Regions from separate parts of the Mus musculus genome. Here region 2 is linked to region 1. A link is a contact called in public Hi-C data. All regions are on one chromosome and are shown on one strand. Each heading gives the region's core, a stretch centred on a gene start, on an enhancer-like site or on the middle of the called end of the contact. The rest is flanking DNA. Distances are from core to core; before and after follow the strand shown. Region 1 has its middle 3.4 kb from the start of Gm34992. Region 2 overlaps Gm28722 (a long non-coding RNA gene).

What was found. Hi-C and Micro-C count contacts between places; a contact is called where the count stands out from the background.
Region 2: a contact with region 1 is called in a Hi-C map of uterus. The contact joins two enhancer-like sites. A contact is called at or near these places in 7 of 484 Hi-C or Micro-C datasets (muscle stem cells, myocytes and uterus) and 1 of 115 datasets of contacts at active chromatin or transcription factors (heart atrium).

What each region holds. Positions count from the first base shown.
Region 1 is chr1:90,332,764-90,335,960 of GRCm38.p6, forward strand. No RefSeq gene overlaps it. Among named protein-coding and RNA genes, the nearest start is that of Gm34992, 3.4 kb to the right of the region's middle. Within about 2 kb of position 1,453, at least 7 of the 459 cell types and tissues checked have an H3K27ac peak or open chromatin away from gene starts, as enhancers often do. A contact at or near this core is called in uterus, where this site is marked.
Region 2 is chr1:90,496,112-90,499,308 of GRCm38.p6, forward strand. The region is part of intron 1 of Gm28722 (a long non-coding RNA gene); the gene reads right to left. Among named protein-coding and RNA genes, the nearest start is that of Gm28722, 6.2 kb to the right of the region's middle. Within about 2 kb of position 1,565, at least 33 of the 459 cell types and tissues checked have an H3K27ac peak or open chromatin away from gene starts, as enhancers often do. A contact at or near this core is called in uterus, where this site is marked.

The DNA.
Region 1 (3,197 bases), core at 203-2,702:
AGTGTCGGCCCATGGTACTGACATGAAGGTGCAGAAACAACTCAGTCATGCCTACTCTTCTTCCAGCATGACCTCAGCCCAGAGAATGCACGCAACTTTGTGCTGTAAACACAGATGAAGGAACAGTGTGGGGTCCACATGACAAGGTGGTAGATCAGAAGTTCAAGGACAGCAGAGTCATCTCCTCTGCTTTAGCAGAGAATGAGCTTCCTGTAGGAAGTGGAAGAATGGGAGCCTCTCTCCTGTTCTGTTTTGCACGAGTGTGTGGCCTCGAGTGTGACTTTATCAGCATTCAGTCAACCAAGAAGCTGTTCCTGGTGGCTTTGACAAGTACATCACAGACCAGCAGAAAAGAGGCTCTGTTGTAGGGTGGGTGTCTCCAGAGGTTAATAAGACAGAATCAAGACAGAAAGAGGAAGAACAGAGCATGCACCCTGGCATGGGTATATCATACAGTTGGAATGAGCTTTGAATTTGTGTCTGAGCGTTCCAGAAGGGAGAGGGGAGAAATGCAAGACACAGCCCCTGTTGTGGTTTCTATAGTCAGAGAGGAGGAAGTACTTAAGTTCCTCAGGTTAAGGGTGTTTTCTGGCAGTGAGTTATTAAAATAAAAACATACGTGGATGTCCCCTGTGGGGGCACTGGGCAACATAATGAGGAGGGGCTCGGATAACATTTCCTATAGAAATATGAAAGCTGTTCTCCTAGGACAGTCTCTTGCAGTAAACCTCGACCAAAGCCCAGGGTGACCGTGTGAATGTGTGATGCTGTAAACAAGATCCTGGCTAAGGTCAAGGTCTTTGTGGTCTGAGTGTGCTACCGCTGATGCTCTAGCATGTTCAGTTCAGTTCAAGCCAAGAAACACTAACCATTGCTTTCCTTCTCCCCTGGCCTGGGCTTGCTTGCCTTAGAAGGAGCTTCAGCCACGAAGCTCTCACCAAAGCCTGCCTTCTCACCCAGTGACCTGCAGAGTGGGAGAGGAGACAGAACTCAAGAAGGAAGCCACATGGGAGCCATTCAGCCCTGTTTCAGCCTCTGGGACTGAGGAGAAGACAACTCGGCCTGCCATGAATGGCTCCAAGTAGCTTGCCTCCCAAGATGTAGGACTCCAGAGGAATGCAGAAAGGACTCAGCTGCCATTCCATGGCTGGGGAGTGTGGTCAGTTTGGAAGCTGCTATCTTGGATATGGAGGAAGCCATTGCAGTCAAAATCTGAGATTTGGCACTGGTCTTTAGGGAGACCTCAGACTTCAGTGTAGCAGAGCCAATAACACACAACTTGGACCTAAAACATTTTCAGGCTGAGTGTTACCATTTGTCATTAGGGATCCAGGAAAGCCTTAGAGAGTCTTTCTCCTATGTGTCAGGACAGCCATGGATACAGAGTTCCCACTAGATGCTGGAGCTGATAACTGATTTGTTCTCAGCCTTGTAGAGCAGTGACTGGAGTTTTGGAGGTCACCGGCAACGATGATGGCTTTGGGTTTAACAGGATTCAACTTGAACTCTTCCTCCTGGCTGTGGTTGGATCATTCGAGGTCATTCCCAGTTCATGACAATAAAGCTGTGTCATCAGCAGAAATAAGATTTATTTTTCCCACTATTCTGCAGGGGGACAAGACTGTAGCTTTAAGAATCCTGTTAGAGTCTTAAAGATCAAAATCACGGCTCAGGAGGAGAGAACAAAACCCAGTGAAGCACAGTGTCATGGCCGTGAGTGTGATCTTTACTCAACTGAGCCACGGTGTGTGTGTGTGTGTGTGTGTGTGTGTGTGTATGTGTGTGTGTGTGTGTGTGAGAGAGAGAGAGAGAGAGAGAGAGAGAGAGAGAGAACATTTACATGAACATACATTCAGAGGCCAGAAATTAACATCACGTGTCTTCTTCAGTGATCTTCAGAGATTTGTTTGAAATTTTTAAAAACCTTATTTATTTCATGTATATGGTCTTCTGCTTGAATGTATGTTTGTTTACTACATGCATGCCTGGTCCCTACAGAGGGGGAGAGAGAAGAGGACAGTGGAGCCCCTGGTACTAGAGTTGCAGACAGCCTTAAGCTGACACTTGAACCCAGGGCCTCTGGAAGACCAGCCTAGTGCTCTTAATCACTGAGCCATCTCACCAGCCCCTGCCCCGTGACCTTTAATAGTGTGTTTGCCAGAACCCTCAGAGTTGAGTGGTCTGACAGCTGTTTCTTTACACTCCACATCTCTGGGTTTTAATTTGCTTCAGATTGCCGAGTTACACCTTGACCTCCTCCCCCATCGATACTGAAAGAATATCATGCTACCAAAATGGAACCCATTCCCAGGCCTGCCGCAGAGAATAACCGGAATGCGATGCCTTTGCGAGTGCGAAATCGCTTCGCAAGCCCAGCCGGTACATCCCATTCACAAACGTTCTCGCGTCAGCTGCACTTCGTTAGCTGGAGACATTTATGAAGCGCTGCTCTGTGACCACAAGTATGAGAGGCCGGCCATGGCCAGTTCTCTTGGAGAGAATGCCTGTTCACAGTGCTGAGTCAGCACCCAGCCCAGGAGGGAGCCCTTGGCTGGGAGACAAAAGCCAGTGGCCACGCATTTATCAGACTCTAATGAGCCCTGTTAGGCATTTCTTTACCAAAAAAAAAAAAGAAAGGAAACACAACACAGCCAGATATGCAAAGGGGAGAGGGACTCCTTCATTGAGGGAAAAGCAAACATGCTCTGTAGCCAGGTGCGGACAGTCTAGATGGACACTCCTGAATGCTTCCGAGTTGACTCCCTTTGCACACGTTCCTTTAGTGTCTGCTGTCTCCTATTCATCACTGCGCTTCAGCTAGTTGCCTTAAAGAGCAAAAGTGAGCCGAACACTCACGCAAGCCTGGGCAGGATGGGCAGACCTTTGGGGCCCTCCTGGTCATCCATTCCTGTGTGCAATGGCACGCTATCCTTCCTTGTTCCCTCTGGTACCCACAGGCACCCACACTTCTAAGGAGGGTGCGTGCTCTCTCAGCGCTAAGCCCGTGGAGTGGAATTCAGCCTCGGAGATACAATTGCTGTTTTTTTGTTTTTTTTTTTCTCCAGCTGAAAATTCCTATTCATCAACCTGGGTGGTCTCTTATAACATAATCGCCACAAGAACTTGAATAATTTATAGGTTCATAGGCCTTATCAGCAAAGAAGAAACCAACATTCTTTCCCGGGATTAAAGGTGAA
Region 2 (3,197 bases), core at 315-2,814, 160 kb after region 1:
AGAGTGAAATGATCAGCACATGGTAGGCTGGGCAGCAAAGCACCCCTCCCAGACAGCAACAGTCACCAGTGCTTAGCGGCAGACCGTTTAACCTCAAAAGATGAAGACGTCAAAACCAACAGCATCTAAGTTCAGGGGCCTATAGCAGTGCATCAGTGCATTATCTATGAAGAATGATTTTCAAAAACTGCGGAAAGTAAATTAAAAGGTCCGCATTCTCGAGGCAGTCATGTTGAGGGGAGAAAATATGTATAGCTGTGCAGAAGGATTCGCCAAAAGGGTTTTTATGAACTTGGCAAAAAAATAAATAATTTTGAAAAGTATCCAGAACAATTGGCTTGAACTTCTAAAAGACAATCTGAGACACAAGTGTACCACAGACGACCGTTGTGGTCTTGTCTCGCAGTTATTAAAATGTGTTTTAAGAGTGACGTTCATGGGTTTGTTAGATTGTTGGATAGGCGTCTGAGGGACACGTCGAATATAGGGCACAGTGTGGAAGAGAAGGAGATTGCACACAGCACAGACAGCCCCATGTGCAACGTGACATGCCCAGAGCCACATTTAATAACAGGAAATATAATTAGACAAAGTGGGTTTAATCACATGGTTGATTTAATGCCATATAACAAGCCAAACTGTCATCATTTCAGTGTATGATTGACCAAAAAAAAAAAAAAATCACTGATGAGAGTTTTGGGTTTTGCATTCTGATTTTTGTTTTTGGTGTATGGAAGGCTTTGACCTCTGAACTATCTTCTTTCAGGTGTTCAGTGATAACGGTGACTAGGGGAAATTATAACTTCTGTGGTAGTCTGAATGAAAAAGGACCCCATAGGTTCATAGGGAGTGGCACTTCTAGAAGGTGTGGCCTTGTTGGAGGAAGTATGTCACTGTGGGTGAGCTTTGAGGCCTCAGAAGCTCAAGCCAGACCCCAGTGTCACTCTCTCTTCCTGCTCTCTGCAGATCCAAATATAGAACTCTCAGCTACCTCTCCAGTACCATGTCTGCCTGTGTGCCACTGTGCTTCCTGCCACAACGACAGTGGACTAATGGAGTAAACCTCTGAACTGTAAGCCAGCCCCCATTTAAATGCAGTGATTACAGTGTCTCTTTATAGCAACTAAAATCCTAAGAGAACCTTATATTATACATCACAGGCTGGTGAATTTTATGTGTTTTTACATCATTAAGAAGAAAAGTGTGCAAGGAGATTAGGTGAATGGTATGATGTCCCCATAATCATTTGAAGATTCTAGAAGCCAATCACAATGAATCAAAATCACATTGCAAGTCATTAGATGCACTAAGGTCTAGACAAAATAGATTATAAGTAAAACCCAAGTCAGAAAAGCCAATTGTCAAGAAGACTGGGTGGCCCTGAGCATCCGGAGGCCTGAGACGTCAGATGTTATGAGCTGGGCTGCCTGTATACTGGGCAAGTCCTAGGAAGGTGGTTTGACATCCATGGCCCAGGGCTCAAAAAACATAGACTGTCTCAAGAGTGATTCAGACAGCTGCCTGCATCAGGCAGCCCTGGTGGGGTGAGGCAGCATACAGAAGTTTCCAGGCAATGATCCATTTTGGAAGTCCAGAAGGGTGTTGACCAATGTTGGAGAATTTGTCCAGAGTGACCAGAGCCCTGCCAAGGAAACTCCACCCAGAACTGGAGCTGTGCCCTGGGAAGGAGGCCACAGGGAGTCAGGCTGTCCTAAGACCTACCAAGGTCTTGGGGGAGGTGCCAATCCTGGAAGAAGGGATGTTCTCAGGACCTCAGACACTCAGTCCAGACAGAGAACAAGGTGAGGTGGATGCCTGAGGAAACAGAAACTGAAACAGGGAATTGCCACAGGCCACCCCATGTGCCACCAGATTGCCTCAGGGAAGTCCTAACTCACTCTGCCTCTAGTTAGACTGGGGACACGGTTTAGAGGAGTAATGGAGGTTAAATTAGGCCATGTGGTAAGCTCAACTGGAATTGTAAGACTCTGGGGAGCCTTAGCTTACTGGAGACTCCCTGAGTGAACCACATGAAGACAGGATCGATGCAAAAAACAAGAGGAATTTATTGTTCCAGTGCACTGGGGTCGTCCCAGACCCGAAGGAGAGGCGGCGACCCCAAGCACCAGCTCAGTTTTTATATGGTTTCTAAGGGCAGAACAGAGAACAACTAGGCACAATATGATTGGTGGAACAGTGCACCCTTTAAACTGATTGGTCTTTAGGGAATGAGGTGACAAGGACTTTCCTTGTCTGAAGGTGAGCAATGGTCAGTCCTGTGGAATGTGTCCCCACCCACAGGTCAGGTCGGTCCCAGCCCTTTGGTCTGAGAAATGCTAATTAGCCTTCCCCTTCTGGAGGGGCGAGTGTTTCATGACCTTCCCAAAGTTCCTGAGCTGACGACCTTTTCAGAAGCAGAAATTGGGACACAAATTCACATCATAATATGTTATGAAGACACAAGCATGGCAGCCACCGACATGCCCAGGAGACAGGAGAATCAGCACCTGATCTCTGTCATCCAACCTCTGAACCCTTGAGAATATGCATGATTAGTGTTTAAACTGCTTCATCTGTGGTGCTCTGTTGTGGCTTCCCTAACACACCCTAACACTGGAGCAGAAACAGATTACCACACCTTGGGGATCACCCCCAAGAATGCAGGAAAAGACTCAGCAGGAGCATAGCACCATGGCACAAAGCCCTGTGAACTTCTTGGGCAAGAGTATCCTCATTTGAAGATCAAGAATCAGTGCTAATCCCTGCCTCGAAAGCCTGCAGCCAGTACCATACAGGGACAATGTGGAGTATGGCAGATCAAAGCTAGGGTGCTCAGCTGAATTCAAATTTTAAATAAGCAATCATTTTTAAGTACAGTTCCCAAATATTGCAGCAAACATACTTCTTTTGAAGAATTATGAAGGGGCCTGTGTTAAAATAAGCAGACATTCCGATTGTAAGAAAATCATCTGCATTATCAGCTTTAACTAAAAGTTATAGATGAACTTTTCTCCTTGGTAGGAGGGCTTCCGGGTCAGCAAGACACATAGGTAGCATGAGTTTGATCACCTGAATTTAGTCCCTGGAAGCCACATGATAGAAAGATGGAACTGTCTCCTATGGAATGTCCTTTGCCCCCTAGATGTACACTGTGGCTCATGTATACCTGCCCTTGAGCATGTGTGTGCTTGCACGCA